2 separate regions of the Bombyx mori genome follow, and region 1 is linked to region 2. A link is a contact called in public Hi-C data. All regions are on one chromosome and are shown on one strand. Each heading gives the region's core, a stretch centred on a gene start, on an enhancer-like site or on the middle of the called end of the contact. The rest is flanking DNA. Distances are from core to core; before and after follow the strand shown. Region 1 has its middle 14 kb from the start of Hr3. Region 2 overlaps Hr3 (hormone receptor 3).

Region 1 (5,896 bases), core at 543-3,042, 120 kb after region 2:
TCGGTTTGAAGAGTGGGGCAGCCGTTGTAACTATACTGAGACCTTAGAACCCATGTCTCTCTATGGGTGGCGGAATTTACGCTGTCGATGTCTATGGGCTCCGGTAACCACTTAACACCAGGTGGGCTGTGAGCTCGTTCACACATCTATGCAATAAAAATAAAAAAAAATTGCCCTAACAATAGCAGTGCTTCACAGAATCTACCATTGAATCAGGATTACGATCCTCTGAGAAGATCCTCAAAACTCAGTGGGCTTATCGAAAAACCGAATTTATAGACCTTGGCTTTTCAGACTGAAATTTAATGATTAAATAAATATAATTTTGATTTCTAATAAGAAAATAATATTTTTTCTTATTCGACGATGGTCTCTCAGCCAATCTTATGTCCTGTCCAAATTACCGACAAATTCTCAAATGTATTGTCAAGGGGACGGGGGGGAAAGATACTGCACGTGCGAGCTTCTAAAAAAAATTTATTATGCACAATAAACCCTTCTGCGAAGTTGTTGAATTAATTCAAAATGTAAAATAAAAAAAAACTCTTCTATAAATATATATATATATATAAAAATGAATTGCTGTTCATTACTCTCGCTGAAACTCGTGAACGGCTGGACCGATTTGGCTAATTTTGGTCTTGAATTATTTGTGGAAGTCCAGAGAAGGTTTAAAAGGTAGATAAATATGAAAATGCTCGGAATTAAATAAAAATCACAATTTTGTTTTTCCTTTGATTTTGTTTGTTTTAAGTTTATTTTATACAAAAGTTTGGGTCTTTTATTTATCGATTGAGCACCACAAAGTCTGCCGGGTCAACTAGTGCTAAAATAGAATTGATAAAAATAGTATTTAAATAAAATTGAATTAAAAATAGTATAAGAAAAAATGTTTTTATTGTAAAAAAACCTTGGGGTGCATGGTACAATAAAATTTTAATTCAAATTTATTAAAATTCTATTTTTTAGTTGGATTTTCTATAAAAGCGTATTTTGTTAGTTTTTTTAAACTATTATTTATTTTATTTCAACATCGCGCCGCCATATTAGTTTAACTAAAAATCTACTTAAATGACGTCAAAAACCCGAGTCCGTTTCAAATAATCAGCGGAGTGGTTAGAGTCACCAATAATAATCCATTAGCAGCAAAATCCACTAGACAACGTTTCCTACAAGAAAACGAAGAGTCAAAGACCTAGTACAAATAAAAAACAAGTTAAGTCACTCAGGAACTGGTCTCGGAGTGCCCAAAAGCTAACGGAACGATTGCCTCTGCTAACACACACGCACACATACAAATATGACACGGCATCAGCTGAGTCGAAAGTGTGTCAGTAGCGGTGAGCAACGGTAAATAGCAAAAAAACACTGTCGCTACTCCATAATAGATGGCGCTGCTATGCGACATTTTACAGTCTAACGTTATTTCTCGCCGATGTTTTTTTTTGTATTATTTCTTTGTAATAACCGTATTGCGTCTTTAGAATAATATTTTCGAACTTAAATCATTGTTTCGATCCACTTTAAGTACGTTTGATTAGTCATTCTAGAAAGTAGGTCGCACTGATAAAACCTATCTATTTTAGACGTTTTGTATTTTATTGTGTGATATGATAATAGTTCCTAGACTGATTTAGGTATTCATTGCGACGCAAAAGAAACTCAGATTTACGACATCAAATGGCACTGTAATTATACTGTATCATTTAATTGGAATAATTAGACATCTCCGGGCGTTCCATTACTGAATTGTAGTGAAGGGCTTAGTTACCGTTGCGACTGGTTTAGAAACTGTGCCGTAGTGGAATGCTACTCGACGATAGATGGCGGATGTTTACCGTAATGCACCTCGTGTAAACTTGAATGAACACCAATCAATTATTACGGTATCTTAACTCGTGACACACTTCAATTTGTTTTAGATGCTTAAAATTATTTATAGCTATAATATATAATGATTAAATTTTAAAATTGATTTATTGCTATTATTGAAAATAGCAACAGTATTTTTACGGTTTAATGCAGGGTTTATGATTTTTAATATACTTCTAGCTGATCCGGCAAACTTCGTACTGCCTCAATCGATAAATAAAAGACCTAAGCCTTTGTATAAAATATTCAGTTTATTTTACATACTTAACAAACAAAAGGAATCCGTCCGACGGGGGACACATAAAAGGAAAAACTAAATTGATATTTTTGTTTAATTCCGAGCATTTTCATATTTATCTACCTTTTAAACCTTCTCTGGACTTCTAGAAATAATTCAAGACCAAAATTAGCCAAATCGGTCCAGCCGTTCTCGAGTTTTAGCGAGACTAACGAACAGCAATTCATTTTTATCTATATATTAATACGTGAAGCAAAAACTTTGTATCCTTTTTACGAAATTTTCGCGGACGGAGGAGTATGAAATTTTCCACGCTTATAGAAAATATAGAGAAGGAGTGCACAATGCTAATATTTTTTTAAAATAATGCATAAAAGATACATTAAATCAATAAAGAAAACATTACACACACTACATACCATGTATTTGACGCACACACGCATGCATACTATTTATTGTCAAACTTTTGTTCTTGACGTCTGTTGTCAAATTGAGAATAGATTAAATATTGTTTGCCTATGTTAATATTTTTTATAGTGTAGTCTAGGCGAAATTTGTGATTATAGAAGTATAAAATACAATCATAATGGTGTACAAGCTTACAATTCCAATTAATTATAGTCGAATTTCGACTACTGCTAGTGGTCCCACTAGTATTTGTAATTACATTTTTTTTTTATTGCCTTTGTAGGCAGATTACATAAATTACATAAATGACTTACACTTTTTATTGGTTAGTTGGGTTAGTGGGAAGACAGCTTATTGCTCGATAGACTTTCTACACCAGCTCAAACCGCGATCAGCTGAGAAAATCCCGCCAAAAACTCAGCACGCTGATGTGTGGATTAGGTTTCACGGTTATTAGAGTTCCGTGCTACTTATGCTAGAGTTACAGGCCTCTCATGAGTGTTACTGGGTCGGAAGGATGGATTTCTAGTGTCCACAGAAGTTGATGGGGTGGTGTCATCCTAGGCTGATCCTACACAGCCATGTTTACTATATCTTCTTCTTTTTCTCCACCTTATCCCACTAGGTGGGGTCGGCACAGCTAATTTTTCTCTTCCATTCTCTTCTATCAGCCATCATTTCAACACTCACTCCTCTCTCTCTCTCTCATATCGTCATTCACACACTCCATCCATGTCTTCTTCGGTCGACCTCTTCCCCTTCTACCTTGCACTACCATTTCCATACATCTCCTAGTCACATGTGTACTATATCTATTATCCTTAAATATACTAATGGCCACTATATAGTAGAGTCCAGAGAGAAAACCGCCTCTCGTAAAACGAACGACATCCCAATGAATAACCACGGGATATTCTCGCGCGAAACCGGCGTTCCCGTATTACCGGTTATAACTTGTACCGGCTCGGCGTTGTAACGGTGAACCGGATCAATAAAGCAGCCCTGACACGGCCGGATATAAAACAAACCACAGGCTTCGGATGTACCTGCCACGCGTGGATTTTTAGATTGCTTTATGAAGTTGTTCCATACGTCTCTGACTGTCGCTAACCGGGTGATCTCGCCAGCTGATTAACAGACGTATTGTGGTCACGCACGGATTGCTACCAGCATCCTGTCCATTTCTGCTGCCTATACCGCCTTGAGGGATGAAGATCAGTCTCAATAGCGGTTGTCCGCCCTTCAAACCAGACCGCACGACTTCGCGACATATCAAGGCAATAGGCAAGACGGTAAAACTTGCGCCGTGCACACTCGCAATACATCAGTCAATCGCCATTGGCGTTCGAAGTGCACTAAGATAACACTTCTTCAATTAATTTCTGCGTCCATGTCAATCGCAGATAGAGATATGGTGGCACTATACCACGCTAACCACAATGCTGTGAGTATTAAAATACATAACAGTGAAAATGCGTGGTAAATAAAGTGGGTACCTAATAATCTTTGTGTTTGCAACAATAACTGGACGGTGGAAATGATGAGAAACAATGGTAACATCTCTTGGGAGTTTGGAGTGTAGGGATGTGGCGTACGCTGTAAGCGAATGAAGAATGCGTCGAAAGGGGAAATTAGATGGCGCCACTGTAGCTAAAGGTGTGATGATAATGGTAGTGCCAAAAATTCATGTTTTTATAATTTTTCAAGTCACACTTCGCTTACAACAGAAACATTCCTATCGCATTTGCTTCAATTGGGCGATTTTAGTGGGTTTTTGAGCTTGGGATTTGCTTTTAAACTTTTCCCCCAAATAAATGGTATCTTACCTATAGTTCTTCAAATTCTAGAGCTCACAGGTGGACAGAGATATATATACAGGCTAAAAGCTGATTACTTTTTCGCCTTTCGCTTATTTAGTTGACTTATTAAAATGTAATTAACAATTAAAACTAAGCTTACGGTTCTATCTCACGTTTTTCATTGTAATTAAATTATTTCGGTTGTCAACGATAACGGAAAGTGAAAAGTATTGGAAATATCGGTAATAACGTGATGAGAATAAAGACAATTGATATCTTGGATTTATAACCTTGGACAAAGAATTAGTCTAGCTATTTACGGGTGTTAGGACCTGCTGTGAGTACGCGCGGGTGGGTACCACCACCCTGCCTATTTCTGCCGTGAAGCAGTAATGCGTTTCGGTTTGAAGGGTGGGACAGCCGTTGTAACTTACTTGAGACCTTAGAACTTATATCTCAAGGTGGGTGGCGCATTTACGTTGTGGATGTCTATGGGCTCCAGTAACCACTTAACACCAGGTAGGCTGTGAGCTCGTCAACCCATCTAAGCAATAAAAAAAAATATATATTCAAAGGGGGAACGGTGCCAGTATCTTCGGAACCTTGCCTAAAGGGATTCCTTTTAATAATATATTTTAGTTATTAAATTATAATTTGTATTATTTATTATTTAATATTATTAATTTAGTATTTAATATGTAGATATGTAAGATGTAGAGCCTGCTTTAATAGGTATAAGGTTCAACCTATTCCTAATAAAATGTTTAAGTATTTCGTTTATAAAATAAACAATTGATATCTTTGTCAATTTTATAAATTATGATATTTTTATATTGGTGGTAGGACCTCTTGTGAGTCCGCACGGGTAGGTACCACCACCCTGCCTATTTTTGCGGTGAAGCAGTAATGGGTTTCGATTTGAAGGGTGGGGCAGCCGTTGTAACTATACTGAGACCTTAGAACGTATATCTCAAGGTGGATGGCGCATTTACTTTGTAGATGTCTATGGGCTCCAGTAACCACTTAACACCAGGTGGGCTGTGAACTCGTCCACCCATCTAAGCAATAAAAAAAACCGTAGTATTTTTAATTACTTAGTATTATAACACGTAAACTTTTAATCCATTTCGATAGATCATGCTGAATATTGTAAATAAGTCCCTCAGACACAGCCCACTGAGTTTCTCGCCGGATCTTCTCAGTAGGTCGCGTTTCTGATCTGGTGGTAGATTCTGCGAAGCACGGCTCTTGCTAGGGCTAGTATTAGCAATGTTCTCAGGTTAGAGCCCCGTGAGCTCAACTACTCACCCGGTTATGCTGGTATAACCCCTCGAGGCTAGCAGCATAAGTAGGAATGACATCAACACATCACCCGTAAATAATTGTGCACCACAGCATATCGGCTGTATCTTTTTTCCTATTCAGAGATGCGATAGGATTGCCTGTTGTCGAAATATACCTCTGGTTGTTGACTGTTTTCCCAGTATTCATTGTTAGTGTGCAATTATGTTAGCTCTCTCTCTCCCTCTCTCTCTCTCTCTCTCTCTCTCTCTCTCTCTCTCTCTCTCTCTCCCACTCT
Region 2 (6,387 bases), core at 829-3,328:
GTTAAAATTATTGAACGAACCACAAAATTCGAGACGAAAATTATTTGTAAACTACTAACCTATATCCTCATTCTGAGAAAGTAAAAGGAATCTTAAAGGTTAATACCAAATTAATTCACCCACGTATCGTATCGAGGTGAGTTACCAGCGACATCTGTTATCGTTTTAAAAAAACTTTTAGTACCGCAAGCCGTTACTAGATGGCGTTACTTGCTGTTATTCGCCGAACCGTGTCGGATAACCGTTCGCCGAGAAAATAATAGTGTACCGCGACTAAGCATTGTAATGAAGTAATAACTGTTCATAGCAGCATTTTAATGTTAATGCCGTAATGGGAAAACGTGTTTGCAATTCTTTTGTTCGGTTATGCACGGTGCTCGACGTGGCTTCGAAAATTAAACTATTATTGCCTTTTATAAACATTATTTACGATTGGTTTACTGGTTGTTTTTTTTTTTGTAAATAAAAACTTCTTTCACCTTTGCCATTTGAAATTCGGAGAAAAAAGATTTAAAAAAAATAATGAGTGGCGTCTTACGGACATCCGATTGGAACAGAGTACTTTTTGCTATAACCTTTTTTGTGTTGTATTAAGCTAATGATTAAAATAAAAAAATAAGTAAAAGCAAATAAAGCTGGCGTTCTAGATAAATTTCCGGAATGCTTCACTCGCAAATAATTCCGGCCTAATTAAAATGTAAATGTAAATAAATAAATAACTGGAAACAAATCACGCATAGTCATCACGGGTACTAGAGACTGAGATACATACTAATATGCGTAAAGAGCAAACAAACCTGTGTGTTCAGTGCGAGTCCTTAACGTTCTCGATAGCGTAAAAGTTAACTTAAATTTGTATGCAGCTGAAACAGCGCCCCTAGCGGCAAACGTAGGCAACGCGTTAACTTTTACGCTATCGAGAAACTTAAAAAACTCTTAAACGTTTGTACCGATGCGGGAATCGACCCTAGGCGCGACGTTTTTTTTTATCGCTTAGATGGGTGGACGAGCTCACAGCCCACGTGGTTTTAAGTGGTTACTGGAGCCCATAGACATCTACAACGTAAATGCGCCACCCACCTTGAGACATAAGTTCTAAGGCCTCACCTGTTATAATGCCCGTGGAACTGGTCGCTCGAGCTGGGCGTCTGCTGCTGGGCGTCGTACACGGAGTCCGGCGCCGCATCAGCCTGCACCCGCATCTGCGCCTTGTGGTATCTGACCTCGTCCTCGACCTTCTCCCGCTGCTTCTTCGACATGCGACCGAATTTGACGGCTGCAACAGAACGGATATGTTTTAGCTACCTATTGGTTGGTAGCCTAAGGGTCTATTCCAGCTAAGCCCGGACGGATGAGCTCACGGACTCAACCTGAGAGAATTTGCTAACACCAGCCCTAACAAAAGCAGTGCGTCACAGAATCTACCACCGGATCGGAATCGCGACCCACTGAGAAGATCCGGCGAGAAACTCAATGGGCTGTGTCTAAGTCTTGATAAGTTGAACAATATTTTTTTTAAATCTGGCTGCGGTATTTGGACATTGGTATATTCAGCTTATCCATTAGGTCACGACCTGATTTTTTTTTTAATAATTGAATATCTGAGTCAAATTTAACCCCTCATAACGTAAACTTCTTCGTGGGACAGTCAGGCAAAATTAAACTCAAAAATGTTGCAATGAAAGTTGAATGTAGAATGATTCACGAAAATCACAAAACGCGCGAATATTGTCACCCGATTAATTACACTACCCGCCGCACGGAGCGCTGCCTTCGCAAAACGGCACGTGACATAATGAGCGTGATTTTCGCATTCCCATACAAGTAATCACGTTTTTTTTTATTTTTAATACAATAATAAATACATAACCATTGCAACTCAATGATAAGTCAATCGGCGACGCACACTAAGCTGAGACGCGTGTGTGCAAAGCGTGGTTGTGTGCGTGACGCCCGCTGATTGGCTGCGCGCGCTCGTGTGCGTTCGGGAAACATCGCGCCTCGGCCGTTGGCATACTGCCTAGTGGAACAACGAACTCTCGAACTCGACTCTGACGTACATGTACATGACGTATCGATACGTAACCCGCCGGTCCCGTTAACGCGGCAAAATCAAAACAAACTCACGCTCCGAGACGTCTCGCCCGCGAATACGACCACTAAAATCGGTTGTGTGCGCTTAAATTTTTCGTCCATGTAATTCTTTATTTAAAAGGTTCACTCAACCGCCGATTAGCGTTGGTCTCTATTTCCTATGACTGTGTTTGTGTCGAGAGGTCTTTTTATGTGGTGGCGTATCCAATGTAATTTGACCTCTGTTATGGAAGTGTTTTAATTACACAATGGATCTGTTCGATTGGACCTGTACTACAACAAAGCGTTCTATGTTTTTTTTAAAATTTATGAACTATTCTGAAAGAACAATAGTTTTTCTGTGTTCGAAATAAACGATTCCTTTTTCAAATATGATTTACGTTTTTTTTTTATTGTTACAATAACTAACGTTTATGAAATTTATATTTATGTTTTGTTACGTGTCAACTATGTACTAAATTTTAAATAAAATAAGAACTCATTGTTCTTTATTTAAAATTTAAAATAGTTTTATTTATTTATTTAGTAGATACGGTTTTTCCATGGCTTTCATGTTTGAAATTAATATTTTTTATGACAGAGATGCATAAAAAAATGTGTTCATAGAATAATTATCATCGTAATGTGTGCTTAAAAAAAATCTAGTTGCAATCAAGTTCTCTTACACAAACATAATATCAAGTTATGTTATATATGTTATGTATATAAAAACTGGTATATGCATAAGCGTTACGTCGTCTGTGTGTTGTGTAATCATAGTGCCGGGACATATATCGATACCGTCGATACTTTTATACGTTTGTTAATATATTTCGCATATAATTTTCGTTGGGTCCATCCAAAGAAAGTACTATTAGAATTAAGTCTGTACGTGTCTGACGTGGTCCCAATTATATCAAAGCCTTAGTTATTTCTGCCATAAACCTATCATGAGCTCCGGTTCAAGAAACTGGGATTCGCTTCAGTTAAATTGTTTCTGTTAAATCGACCTCATGCTGGAAGATATGACATTAGTACTCGCGTTGTAGGCAGTCAAATATAAACCAGGAGCGGATGTTGATATTGTTCATTTTTAATAGCACTGAGTGTGAATACGAAATTATTTTAATAAAAAATAAATAAATAAATCGCAGTGTCCCATCACTATTTTGCTTGCGTTCTATTGCGCAATATTACGCCCGAACGGCTTCTCGCTATGCGCTGCACGCGCCCTACTACATAATACAATTAAACACTTTTAATGAGGTACATTCTTATTAAGAGATTAATTTTTCAAATTCAAAAATCGAACAATTTTATTTTTATGTTCATTTTTACAAAACAAGATGTTCCAGAACGACAACATCATTGAAAATATTATAATTTTTAAACACATAAGTACCTAAATAAAAATTAAAAACAAATTCCAAATTTGATTTTGAATTGACGGTGCTTGTTTCTTCGCGGCTCAAGTTGAGTTATGAAATTTAAATTCGAATATGGAATGTTTGGATGTATTATTTTTCCCGCATTTTTTTATTGTACCACGTATAAGTTCTCTAAGTGTTCTCTAAGTGTCATTACTGGTGTTAGGACCTCTTGTAAGTCCGCACGGATAGGTACCCCCACCCTACATATTTCCGCCGTGAAGTAGTAATGCGTTCCGGTTTGAAGGGTGGGGCAGCCGTTGTAACTATACTGAGACCTTAGAACTCATATCTCAAGGTCTCATTTCTCTTTTAAATTTCAATCAAAAATCAATTGTTACAATTAAGGCCGTCAGCGCAAAAGCGGCCTAATCCCCAATTTTTCATAATAATGCTTATAATTATGTATATTGCAATCTATTTAAAATATAATCAATTTTGATGCAAAACCGGCCTATCCATAGTTTCGCCCATAGACAACAGATGGCTTTGTAAACATTATTTTCGGGCGTATTGTTTTTTTTTTTGGCCTACTCAAATTCTAATTCATGCAAACTTAAACCTTATTGCTCCATAACAACTATGGTAAGCTTAGGCCGCTTTTGCACTGACGGCCTCAATTAAGAAGTGAAAATACAAAACGTTTTCTCGAAACGCGGTAGGAAACAGGCCCGGGGTGAATGACCCCTTATCGGTCGCTGATAAAGTCGTTACGTTAAACAATCAGACTGTGTAATGTATAATACATTAGTCATCTAGAATGCGGAAACTGTTGTCTCGGGAAGAAGTTTGCTTCGACACAATCACCACTAGGTGTCGCTTAGAATCGTAATGGCGATTTTTTTTTTCCTACTATTCTAGGCTATTTTAGCGTAACCTTAACTAGTAGGTGAGCTCACGGGGCTCAAACCTGACGACGTTGCTAACACGAACCCTAGCAAGAGCCGTGCTTCGCAGAATCTACCACCGGATCGGAAACGCGACCCACTGAGAAGATCCGGCGAGAAACTCAAGTGGGCTGTGTCTGAGGGTTAATTTACTCGTCGAGCCCTTCGTCGTAAGTGACGGGTTCGCTTGAAGTACCTAAAAGCACCGTTAGTGGATCGGGAGGATCCGAGATGACGTGTTTTGGGCGACGTCGACTGCTTTCCATTCTGTCCGCAGGATCGGGAATGATACTGGCGGCTGCTTGCTTTAGTACGTTGTAGATGTATATGGGCTGATAACCACTTAACATCAGGTGGGCTGTGAGCTCGTCCACCCATCTAAGCAATAAAAAAAAAAGACACGTTACAACTATAAAGGAATTCAAAGCTTTTTATGATTGATCTATCACTCACCATCACGACTCATGCCGAGTTTGAGGCACTTCTGTAGTCTGCAGTACTGGCATCGGTTGCGGTTGACCCTGTCCACGACGCAGGCCTTGTTGCGAGGACACTGGTAGTTCACCACTGAAACACGCCGCTGAGTTAATAAGGACATTTCAAGGATGAAGTCCAAGGTTTTTTTTTATTGCCGTATAGGCAGACGAGCACACGGCCCACCCGATGGTGAGTGGTTACCGTCGCTCATGGACATCAGCAATGCCAGGGGCAGAGCCAAGCCGCTGCCTACCGTTTAATACTCTCCACAAGCCCCGTTTGAAGAAGGGCATGTCATAGCGCTCGGGAAACACCGTGGAGGGGAGCTCATTCCATAGCCGGATGGTGCGTGGCAAGAAAGATCTCTGGAAACGCACTGTGGATGACCGCAGTGGCTCCAGGTAGTATGGATGAACTCTACTCCGGTGGCGGGCGGTGCGATGATAAAAGCGAGATGTCGGTATCATCTCGAACAATTCCTCAGAGCACTCCCCAGTGAACTGGTTTCGTCGGAGCGCGGTATAGAAGTGAAACGAGATGGTCCGATTTGACAGGCTTTAGATAAATAACTAGTATAGTTAACCTTCCTATAACGCGGTAGACACGTTCCTATTAAGTCCCGCGTTGTACGAAACCGCGTTATATGCGACTAGAAGCCAATACAAAAAGGAGGGTATTTTTTCTGAATGAAACATCTCAACTATGCCTGTATGTATTGTTTTACTTATCTATCTTCTATCTATATATATAAAAATTAATTTCTGTTCGTTAGTCACGCTAAAACTCGAGAACGGCTGGACCGATTTGGCTAATTTTGGTCTTGAATTATTCGTGGAAGTCCAGAGGAGGTTTAAAAGGCAGATAGATGAATATGAAAATGCTCGGAATTAAATAAAAATAACAATTTTGTTTTTCCTTTGATGTGTCCCCCGTCGGACGGATTCCTTTTGTTTGTTTTAAGTTTATTTTATACAAAAGTTTAGGTCTTTTATTTATCGATTGAGGCACTACGAAGTCTGCCGGGTCAGCTAGTTATAGATAAAAAATAAGCAGCGAAATTTCGGTCTGTGTGTCCCATATATATTGTGTGTTCGTATTCCATAATGTTATTTACTAAATGGTTTTTAAACAAAAATCTCCTTATCGCGTTGTAGAGTACCGTGTTATACGTAGGTTTGGGAAAATTTTCTTTTCGTGTTAGACCGGAATCGTGTTGTAAAATACCGTGTTATCTAAGGAGGGTTACATGTAAATTAGATGGATAACAGTAACAAAATATGAGTCTCATAAGAATTATAGCCACTCTAAATTGATTTGACAAAAAGCCTATCCTTTAAACTGCTTCACGGCAGAAATAGGCAGGGCGGTGGTACCTACCCGTACGGACTCATAAGAGGTCTTACCACCAGTACAAAGCAGTAACTTAATTAGGTGGGTCATATATACCCATAATTTGATTTTTTATCAAAGTCAAAGACGCCGACCTGTGCTCTGGGATCGTCTGAAGAATCCTTTGCATCCCT

The links. A called contact is a pair of places that touch in the nucleus more often than the background predicts.
Region 1: a Hi-C map of middle silk gland shows a contact between it and region 2, with 1.6 times the contacts expected there. The contact joins two enhancer-like sites. A contact is called at or near these places in 2 of 7 Hi-C or Micro-C datasets (middle silk gland and midgut).

What each region holds. Positions count from the first base shown.
Region 1 is chr2:3,854,774-3,860,669 of ASM3026992v2, forward strand. It overlaps a transcript of Hr3 not described here. Among protein-coding and RNA genes, the nearest start is that of Hr3, 14 kb to the left of the region's middle. Within about 2 kb of position 1,793, at least 8 of the 8 cell types and tissues checked have open chromatin away from gene starts, as enhancers often do.
Region 2 is chr2:3,739,468-3,745,854 of ASM3026992v2, forward strand. Hr3 (hormone receptor 3) reads right to left here. Exons shown (of 12, transcript NM_001043547.1): 3 at 6,349-6,387; 4 at 4,841-4,954; 5 at 1,108-1,276. Among protein-coding and RNA genes, the nearest start is that of LOC105842580, 7.2 kb to the left of the region's middle. Within about 2 kb of position 2,079, at least 8 of the 8 cell types and tissues checked have open chromatin away from gene starts, as enhancers often do.